Linked DNA regions of Mus musculus: all the other regions are linked to region 1. Evidence: chromatin contacts called from public Hi-C and HiChIP or PLAC-seq data. All regions are on one chromosome and are shown on one strand. Each heading gives the region's core, a stretch centred on a gene start, on an enhancer-like site or on the middle of the called end of the contact. The rest is flanking DNA. Distances are from core to core; before and after follow the strand shown.

Region 1 (2,885 bases), core at 172-2,671:
CCTGCATGTATTTTCTCCTTAAGATAGCCTGTTTCCTTTGGAGCAAATAGATTTAAATGCTTGCAGTGAGGAAAAATGCTTACCTAGAGAACCAACCTATAATTAACAGAACTTTTTTACTTGAGATATGCAGGTGTGCATAGGGAGCACATTTTGACCCATGCAGAGAGACTGGTGTTGCATCTGGAAAATCGTTAAGAGGATGCCATCAGAGAAGTTTTTTTTTGTTGTTGTTGTTTTTTGTTTTGTTTTTTTATCTGAGCATTTAAACAGAAACGTACTTTGAAAAATGTTTGTTCATGGTCTAGAATATCAAATAAAAATTTAAAAATATAAGTATTTGTAGAAATAGCACCAACAAACAAAATGATAAGAGAAATATCCAACAGTATCTGATGACTCACAATTCATCTTTTATTCTTGCTAAAAATCATGCAGCATAAGCCACATGTCATTGAAAAATATAAAGATGTTGTAAATTATCAAGGAAAATGAAGGACTCTAAATTCTTGAGTGTTTTAATTACATGGCAATATTGCTTCATTTTCTGGGATTGGGGCAGCTAGCTTTTTATAGTTTCATAACTAGTCCTACTGGTGCATCATAAAATTTTTCTAAATATTAAAATCATATTCTATCAATTACTGGATCTTAGCTGTGTCAGATATTAGAGTCTTTGACAGCATTATAACTTTCTATAGTTAACAAGTTAGGCAGTTTGAGGAAAGAATTCCCACATAGGTTCAGGCATTGGAATACTTGGTCCCCAGTTGCTGTTCCATGGAGGATACAAAACCTTTAGGAAGTAGCCTTGTGGGAGTAAGAACTCATTGGAGATTATAGCTTTGATGTGCTTCTGTTTTCCTCTCTCAGCTTCTAGCTGGTCAATGAGCTGTCTTCTCTGGCTGCCTGATGCAATCTCATCTTTGTCATTTTGAACTGTTTGATAGAACTATAATCCCAAATCAATCCTTATTTCTATAGGTAGCCTTTGTCAGGCTGGTTTTACTATAAGCAAATAGGCAATTAACACAACAGGAAAGAATTTTTTAAAAAACTAGATTGATTTTATAGCAAATGAGTGAGAAAGACAAATTCACCGCAGACCTGTGGCTTTCCCTCTAGCTTTTGCTTATTCACTTTCCGGTTATGTATTATGAAAGTCCCCACAAATCAACAACGACGGCATGTACAGTCTTAAAATGTGCTGCAATCAACTAACACGAATGTACTCCAGAAAAGTTCAGAAATATTTGGGAAGATATTTCTTTATGTATAGATACCGATTTTTTTCCCTTCAGGGATTTGATGAAGCAATCTCCTTGCTAGAATCTTTTTGCGTTTTGAAAGGATTGTTCTACCCCGCTCTCTGGGCCAGTAGCTGATCAGCTTGATCCAGACACTTCCTTGCCTTCTCAGCACAGAAGCAGAAGCGTGTGAACTGTGTGAATGTAGTGATATCCCCCTCACTCCTTTTTGTCATGTGTTAGCTAGCAATATGTTTTAATGAACTTTCTAAATCCATCACTTATTTTACTTCATAGTGACCTTTGAGATCACTATACCTATTTCCTCTGTACTTGTCACCCTGTACTATCTAAATCCAGCCAGCTACCCATGGGGGATGATGGTATTACATTCTTTCTTTTGAAGTTAAAAGGTAATTACATAATTTCTGCTTCCATTTTCTATCACCAGACTCTGTCATATAACTCCCCTATCCTTTCTCAAATCCATGGTGTTGAGAGTATAGTTGAGTGGTTGAACACTTGACTGCACATTGGTGATCTTTCTTTTTATCATTGATTCTTGTTACACACACACCTCGTTGTGTATATTATTACTTGTAGGTATATTTTCAGAGCTGTTTATTTGCCACAGAGAACAAAATTAATGTGTTCTTCCATGAGCATGACCACTTCTCCCACTCTGGGATTTCCTTAGTTGCCCACAGATCTTTGTGGAGAACTGGAGCTTTGGGAGCTTCCCCCAATCTACATCTGTATGTTTCATATTGTTATCTTTGTTCAACCCAGGTTATGCAGTCATATGGGTGAGACTTTCTGGGATATACCTTCTGATAGTAATATGAGATACTAGCTCACAGCAGATACTCTAATTTGGCTCTTCCAATACTTCTACCTCCTCTTGAAGGCTCTTCCAATACTTCTACCTCCTCAAGCCTTATGTGCAAGATATGTTTTATATATCTATCAAGTAGGACTGGGCTTTATAGCTCTGCCTTTTGATTGGTTGTCATTTTTGTAACGGTTTCTATCTGCTGTAATGAGAAGTTTCCCTGATGTGGGACACGGACTACACTTATCTTTGGCCATGGGTACAAAAATTTAGAATGTAATGAGGGATGGTATTGATTTATAAAGTGATGGCCATAGGTTCCTTTACATGAACTATAACTTCACTATTCCTGAATAGTTGGCTAGGGTTACAGTACCAGGAATAGGTACCCTCTTTTTGTGTAGGTGTTATATTCAATTAGAGTGTCATTGGCTACCAATAAGGGATGCACGTAGTACTATACTCCTAGGGCTAATGTACCATGTTGCGTGTTGTGATTATTTATAGGCTTCATACCTCTGTAGGACTGTCTGTTGCTTCCTCCTTTTGGAACTTTGCATTGTGCCTCTGGTAGCAAGAAAAACAGTCTTTAGGGAGGAAGAATTTATGTATGTTCTATATCAGTGACCTCTTGTTCCTGTGCCTGAAGTCCATGGTGCCTTTAACAATAGAACCTTACCTTCCATAAAGTATGGGATGGTAACTAAGGGCAGTGCAATTTTTGTATATCTTAGTACTCTTTTGGACAATTTGGACAAAGTAACTATAAAGATGGCTTCCCATTTTTTTTTTTACATATTTTCTTC
Region 2 (2,885 bases), core at 108-2,607, 190 kb before region 1:
GTTTGAGCATACAGTCCATCCTGGAGTGGGAAGGCATGTGTGGCAAGGACAATTCTCAACTCCAGTTGCAGAAGGAGAGGGTTGCTTGCTGCTGACATCTGAGATGATGAGAGAGCAGAGAGATAAAGGGAACACAGGCCAGATCATAAAAATGTAAGGTTTCTCTTTTAGTCTTCCTATTACAGTAAGACTCCAGCTCCTTAGGCAAGTGTAGGAGGCATAGAGGGCCTTGTGTTCTGTCTCCAAAGGGATAACCCATTTTCCACCCAGGAGATGGAGGACAGATGTGGTTAATAGCCTGGTGAACTTTGTACTATCTTTGTGGTGGAAATCACACTGAATCCTCCCCCCACAACTGTGATTAGGAAAGTTTCTTTGTGGATCTGCTATAATGTTCTCAGTGCACATTTGTATACCTTGGTGAGTCTTTAAAATCAGATCTTCTTACTTCACAGGAGAAAAAAAAAAGTGCATCATTACCATCAGAGCATCCCTGTAAAGTTTCAAAAGCAGGTTGAACGCTATTCTTTGTACTGGAGCATCAAAATGCTGCAAGCAACACTCTGATCTCAGGGTTTTTATTGCTGGTGATGATGCATGAAGTGGAATGCACATAGCTTGATTTTTTGAGTAAGTTGTTAAACTTGAACTTCTGACTATATTATTTTTAAAAAGAGGAACTTAGCTACTGAGTGGATATGACTGGAAAGTTACTGATGGGGAAGGAAACTAGATGTGCTAGTTTTTATAAAGCCACTTGTTTTTGAAATATTAAACTTTAAGCTGAAAGAGAAAGAGCAAACTGCATGGAAATGTTCAAAGGAAATGTAGAATCATCTTTGAATATGGTTCAACAGTCATCTCTTTGACGATGTTTCCAGTAAATAGTAATTGATCACCTGAAATAAGGAACAGGTGGTTGATGGGCATAAAATTGGCACACTCAAATGTTATATGACATAATAACGCATATATAATAACAATATCTTATTTGCAGATATATTTTTCTCATACAATATATCTTAATTATAGTTGCCTTGCTCTCCTCCTTATAGCTCTTCCCCATGTCCCCTCCCCTCCAGATTCATTCCCTTCTGTCTCTCATTAGAAAAGAACAGGCTTCTAAGAAATAATGATCAAACATGAGAAAATAAAATATAATATGATGAAGCAAAATCTATCATGTTGATAGTTAGACATGGCAACCCAAAAAATGTACAACAGTCATAGACTTGCTTGCATTTACATTCAAGAGTCTCATAAAAATACTAAGCTAGTAGCTGTGATATATACACAGAGAACCTAGTTCAGGTCCCTACAGGCTCTGTGTTTGCTGCTTCATCTCTGAACTCATATGGACCTTGCTCAGTTGATTCAGAAGGCCTTATTATCCTGGTGTCCTCTGTCTCCTCTGGATTTACAAGACTGTAAGTCTACTGCCACTTTCATGAGAATCCATGAGTTCAGAGAGGAGAGATTTGACAAAGACCTTTGAATAGACTATCTCCACAGATGGCTGGCTGTGGGTCTCCACATCTGTTCCCATGTGCTGTCAGAGAAAACCTTTCTGATGCAAGGCACTGACCTATGTGTATAGCAGAATATTATTAGGATTCTTTTAATTGAATTTTTAAAACCACTAGTGTTTGGTTTTACTCCAAGTGTTTGGGCTATCTACTTTCTGTTTCTAGGTTACCAGATTAGTGTAGAGTATGGGTTCTCTATTGTGGAGTCAAATCTAACATCAATTGCTTACTTCCACAGGTTCTGTGCCACCATTGCCCTAGCATATTTTGGAGGCATGTCAGATTGTTGGTCAGAGGTTTTATGGTTGGGTTGCTGTCCACAGTTCTCATTTGGTAGCCTACAGAGTACCTTCTCACAGCAAAGAGACTAGAACTTTGAAATGAAGGCTCCATGTAGGCACCAGCTTTACTTCACCATATTTAATGTGTTATGTGTATGTTGTTCTCAGCAGTAGGGCCCTGCTCTCAGTTTGTGGATAGCAACCATTTGTCTCAGCACTAGCCTGGGATGTTTGGTGATTTTCATCGGCTATCCTAGGCCAACAATTCAATTGTATGCAACCTCGTTTAACGCCCAGAAGTCCTGCCTAGCTACAAGTTGAGACTTTATATCCCCCATTAATAGGAGTCTTTATTAGAAATACTTATATTTTCTAAGAAGATTCAATTGCCGTATATTTTCAGACAATCCCCTAAAACTTTTATCCAATTCTAGCTGTCTATCCCTGCACTCTCTTCCTCAACCCCATCTCTCCCCTACCCAATTTTCCAACTCCTTTTTTCATTCACTCCAGTATACCTGTAAAATCTATTATTTTTCTTCCCAGAGAGATTGATACATTCCCCTAGAACTCTCTGGGTCTACAAATTGTAGTTGGTTATCATTTAATTAATAGCTAATATCCCCTTCTAAGTGAATACATTATCTTTATCTTTCTGTGTCTGGCTTACCTCACTTGGGATGATTTTTAGGAATCAATTCGCATGTAAACTTCATGATGTCATTTTTTTAACAGCTAAGCAATACTCTATTGCATTAATGTAGCACATTTTCTTTGTCCATTCTTCTGTTGAAGGTTATCTAGGGTATTTTCAGTTTCTGGCTCTTATAAGTAAACTCTCAATGAATATGGTTGAGTAGGTGTACTTATGGTTAGAGAGGATAGAGGGTCCTTTGGATATATGTTCAAGAGTGATATGTCTGGGTCTTAAGGTAGAACAATTTCCATTTTTCTGAGGAACCACCATGTTGATTTCTATAGTGGCTGTTGCTGAGTATCATAGTAGCCATCTATGGTGTCTTAGAGTTTGCAGCACATTTGTCCAGACACTTCCGACTTTGAGAATCTCCATTAGGAA
Region 3 (2,885 bases), core at 284-2,783, 190 kb after region 1:
TTGGGGTATCCCGGACTTGCTATGGAAAAATAATTGGGTTCTGATGATGCCAAGTAACCTTGGTTTCTGTTGCTTATGTTCTTATGCTTGCCTCCCACTACCTGATTATCTCTAGTACTACCTGCCCTCGATATATCTGACTGGAGCCTGTCCTTCCTATAATCCTGGTTGTGTCAGAACTCCTCAGAGTCTAGCTGTCTCTGTGAGCCTGTGATTCCTAAGATTCTGGGTGTTTCAGACTTCCTGAGAGTTAAGCTGCCTCTGAAATGTTCAGATTCTTGTGTGACCAAGCTCCTGGGATCCAGGATGTGTTAGAGCTCCTGGGATTTGAGTCTCCTCTGGTGCTGTGAGACTGGTTGCAGAGATAGCATCCAAGGTAAATCAGGGCAGATCAGAAGGAACCAGAGCCACTGGTTGGGCATGATTCCTGTGCTCCTGGATCCTGCTGTTCCCAGTTATTCCTGGTGGTTTTAGAACAGATGTTGTGTCCTGCTCACCCCTGATCCTAAGATCCTGGGCATGCTAGAGTGCCTGGGAGTGGAGCCTCCTCTGGGTGCTGTAGGACTGGCTGTGGAGTTAGTACCATTTATCTCCCTTATTATTGGATTCAGAAGTTTCTCAGAATTATTTATTTTTCTGACTTTTACACTCAGGTACTTAGTATATAACACTAATAGAACCTACTCTCAGCTCTTATTTTAATTGAATGTATTAGATGAAAATCTGTGGTCAGACTTTATTGAGTCTGTATCAATATTTAAGAGCTAGAGATAAAATAAGCATCAACACACCACAGATAATTGTGAAATAGACAAATAATGATGCAGTGAGCTAAAAGGTACCAACTTTATATGTTGTCATTGGTTCATAGATTAGATAGGTATGTTTTATTGTTTTCAGCAAAAAAATCAAACAAGGCAAATAAAGTCATTTGACATTCATTTGAGGATTTTTTCAATAACTCAGTTGTAATTTTTGATGACTCACAGAATAATAATGCCATAATACATTGATTTATTTTGTTGTCAAAACAGATGAAAACATATTTCTTTTTAATCTGTGCCTGTTTCATACAACAGAAATATTAGTGATATGTGTGTATATATATGTATATCATAGATACTGAAATTGTTATTCATCAAGTTTAATATTTATATAAATGACATGCACAACTCAACATTTGACATAATGGTTAATCTTAAATTTAAGATTTATGCTTTACTTATATTCATATTCTAAAATTCATCATGTTTTTCAAGATAAATTTGTGTGTGGAGTAGTAGGATATTAAATTACTAAGATATTCTTTCTTATCACCAGGCTTCCTGAAAAAAAATATGTCTTATTTAAATGGATTTTTAATATGGCAACGTTTCAGCTATAGGAATGCAGCACATTTATAGGTTTGTGGATTACAATCTCTATTTTTCATTTATGTAGGTTATTTGTCTTCCTTTGGTGTTTTAAGGAACTATGACAGAAAGGTTTGTGTGGCACAGAAAGAAATCAGAGCTCCACCTAGAGGCAGAGTGGCATACTGCATTCTGGACCAGGAGTAGAGCCTTTTTTCCCCTGGGAGTTACAGATACTATTCCTTCACAGTGTGTAAACAGGATATGAAGCCAATGTACTTTAATGTAGCAAAAACAATGACGTTATACTGGGGAAAATGACTTAGACTAAAAATTTCCATTAACTATAATATATTTACAAAAGTTTAAGCACTTGAATTCTGCCTATGTTAAGGAGAATTTTAAAATTAAAATTCCACAAGCAAATGTGAGTTGTTTGTACTGAAACAGTGCTGTTGAAAGCCATGGTAAAGTTCCAGTGTTAAAATCACTAGAACAATAGCCAAATTATAGATGATAGTATGGAGAATTTTAATGCATGGTATAATGTAAATGAAGAGAATTTTAACAATGTTCTTGAATTACATTGAGCTGAAATATAAGAGAAAATGAAAGATGAACAGTGCTCACAATCAGGGTCATATTTGTAATTTATTATTTAAGAAGGATCATGTATTCAGGTATCTGCTCCTGTGATTCCTGGAGAAGAGTTTAAAGATGAGTGACAGCTGGATCATCAGAAAGCGGCTCTGGAATGTCAGGAAAAGATAAATGTTTTGACTTCAGTACTTGTGTTTTAAGATAGGCAAGAATGTCCTCTGCATTACAGAACACTAGAGAATGTGGTAAAGTGATACCAGAGCAAGTGACGGGAGACATGGCTGGTCTTAAGTGGCATATAAAATAACATAAAGAAAAATTAGAAGTGTAATTTTTAAGAATGATAATTTCAAAGAATGCATTGTCTGTTTAAAGATGAATTCTGGGATCCCACTGAGGTTGGAGTTTGCATGGTGCTTATGCTGAGAAGCAAGGCAAGAGAAGCTGGCCACAGGGTTTCACCCTGATGGTTTCCTGGAGGACGATATCAAGTAAGGGGATAAATGTTTAGAAGATAGTGTGTATATAGCCATACTTTAACCATTGGTTTGACACTGGGGTGACAAGAAAGACCATGAAATATTCTTTGTTTCCTTCTCTTTTTTTATTCTTCAGAATATCAATGCATGTTTCTCCTGAAACAAACTACTTAATTCTTGACCTTAGATTTTACCCCCAGAGTCCTAATCTTCATTAGCATCACATTCCTGTACACCTGGAATGAGTTTCTTGACTTCTGTCTTTCACTTTATGACACTTTGGATCCCCACTGGACTTTTCTTGACATCACACAGCAAGCCATCCACTATTGCTGGTTTTAATTAGCACCAGTCCTCACTAGACGAGTTGGTCTGAGGTTGTATATGCACTAACATATCAAGAATACTCTACCCTGAAGGGCAACCCTTCCTATGTGTGCGCTCCTGTGTTTGG

Evidence for each region. A called contact is a pair of places that touch in the nucleus more often than the background predicts. HiChIP or PLAC-seq counts read pairs in DNA pulled down with a chosen protein or histone mark.
Region 2: an H3K4me3 HiChIP or PLAC-seq map of bone marrow-derived macrophages shows a contact between it and region 1, with 3 times the contacts expected there. The contact joins two enhancer-like sites. A contact is called at or near these places in 2 of 39 promoter capture datasets (the C10 cell line and the HPC-7 cell line), 2 of 484 Hi-C or Micro-C datasets (the C10 cell line and bone marrow-derived macrophages) and 2 of 115 datasets of contacts at active chromatin or transcription factors (acute myeloid leukemia and bone marrow-derived macrophages).
Region 3: a contact with region 1 is called in a Hi-C map of bone marrow-derived macrophages, with 2.5 times the contacts expected there. The contact joins two enhancer-like sites. A contact is called at or near these places in 3 of 484 Hi-C or Micro-C datasets (the G1E-ER4 cell line, bone marrow-derived macrophages and group 2 innate lymphoid cells).

What each region holds. Positions count from the first base shown.
Region 1 is chr1:95,571,945-95,574,829 of GRCm38.p6, forward strand. No RefSeq gene overlaps it. Among named protein-coding and RNA genes, the nearest start is that of St8sia4, 94 kb to the right of the region's middle. Within about 2 kb of position 1,422, at least 53 of the 459 cell types and tissues checked have an H3K27ac peak or open chromatin away from gene starts, as enhancers often do. A contact at or near this core is called in the HPC-7 cell line and bone marrow-derived macrophages, where this site is marked.
Region 2 is chr1:95,380,539-95,383,423 of GRCm38.p6, forward strand. No RefSeq gene overlaps it. Among named protein-coding and RNA genes, the nearest start is that of Fam174a, 68 kb to the left of the region's middle. Within about 2 kb of position 1,358, at least 18 of the 459 cell types and tissues checked have an H3K27ac peak or open chromatin away from gene starts, as enhancers often do. A contact at or near this core is called in the HPC-7 cell line and bone marrow-derived macrophages, where this site is marked.
Region 3 is chr1:95,760,913-95,763,797 of GRCm38.p6, forward strand. No RefSeq gene overlaps it. Among named protein-coding and RNA genes, the nearest start is that of 4930598F16Rik, 46 kb to the left of the region's middle. Within about 2 kb of position 1,534, at least 4 of the 459 cell types and tissues checked have an H3K27ac peak or open chromatin away from gene starts, as enhancers often do. A contact at or near this core is called in bone marrow-derived macrophages, where this site is marked.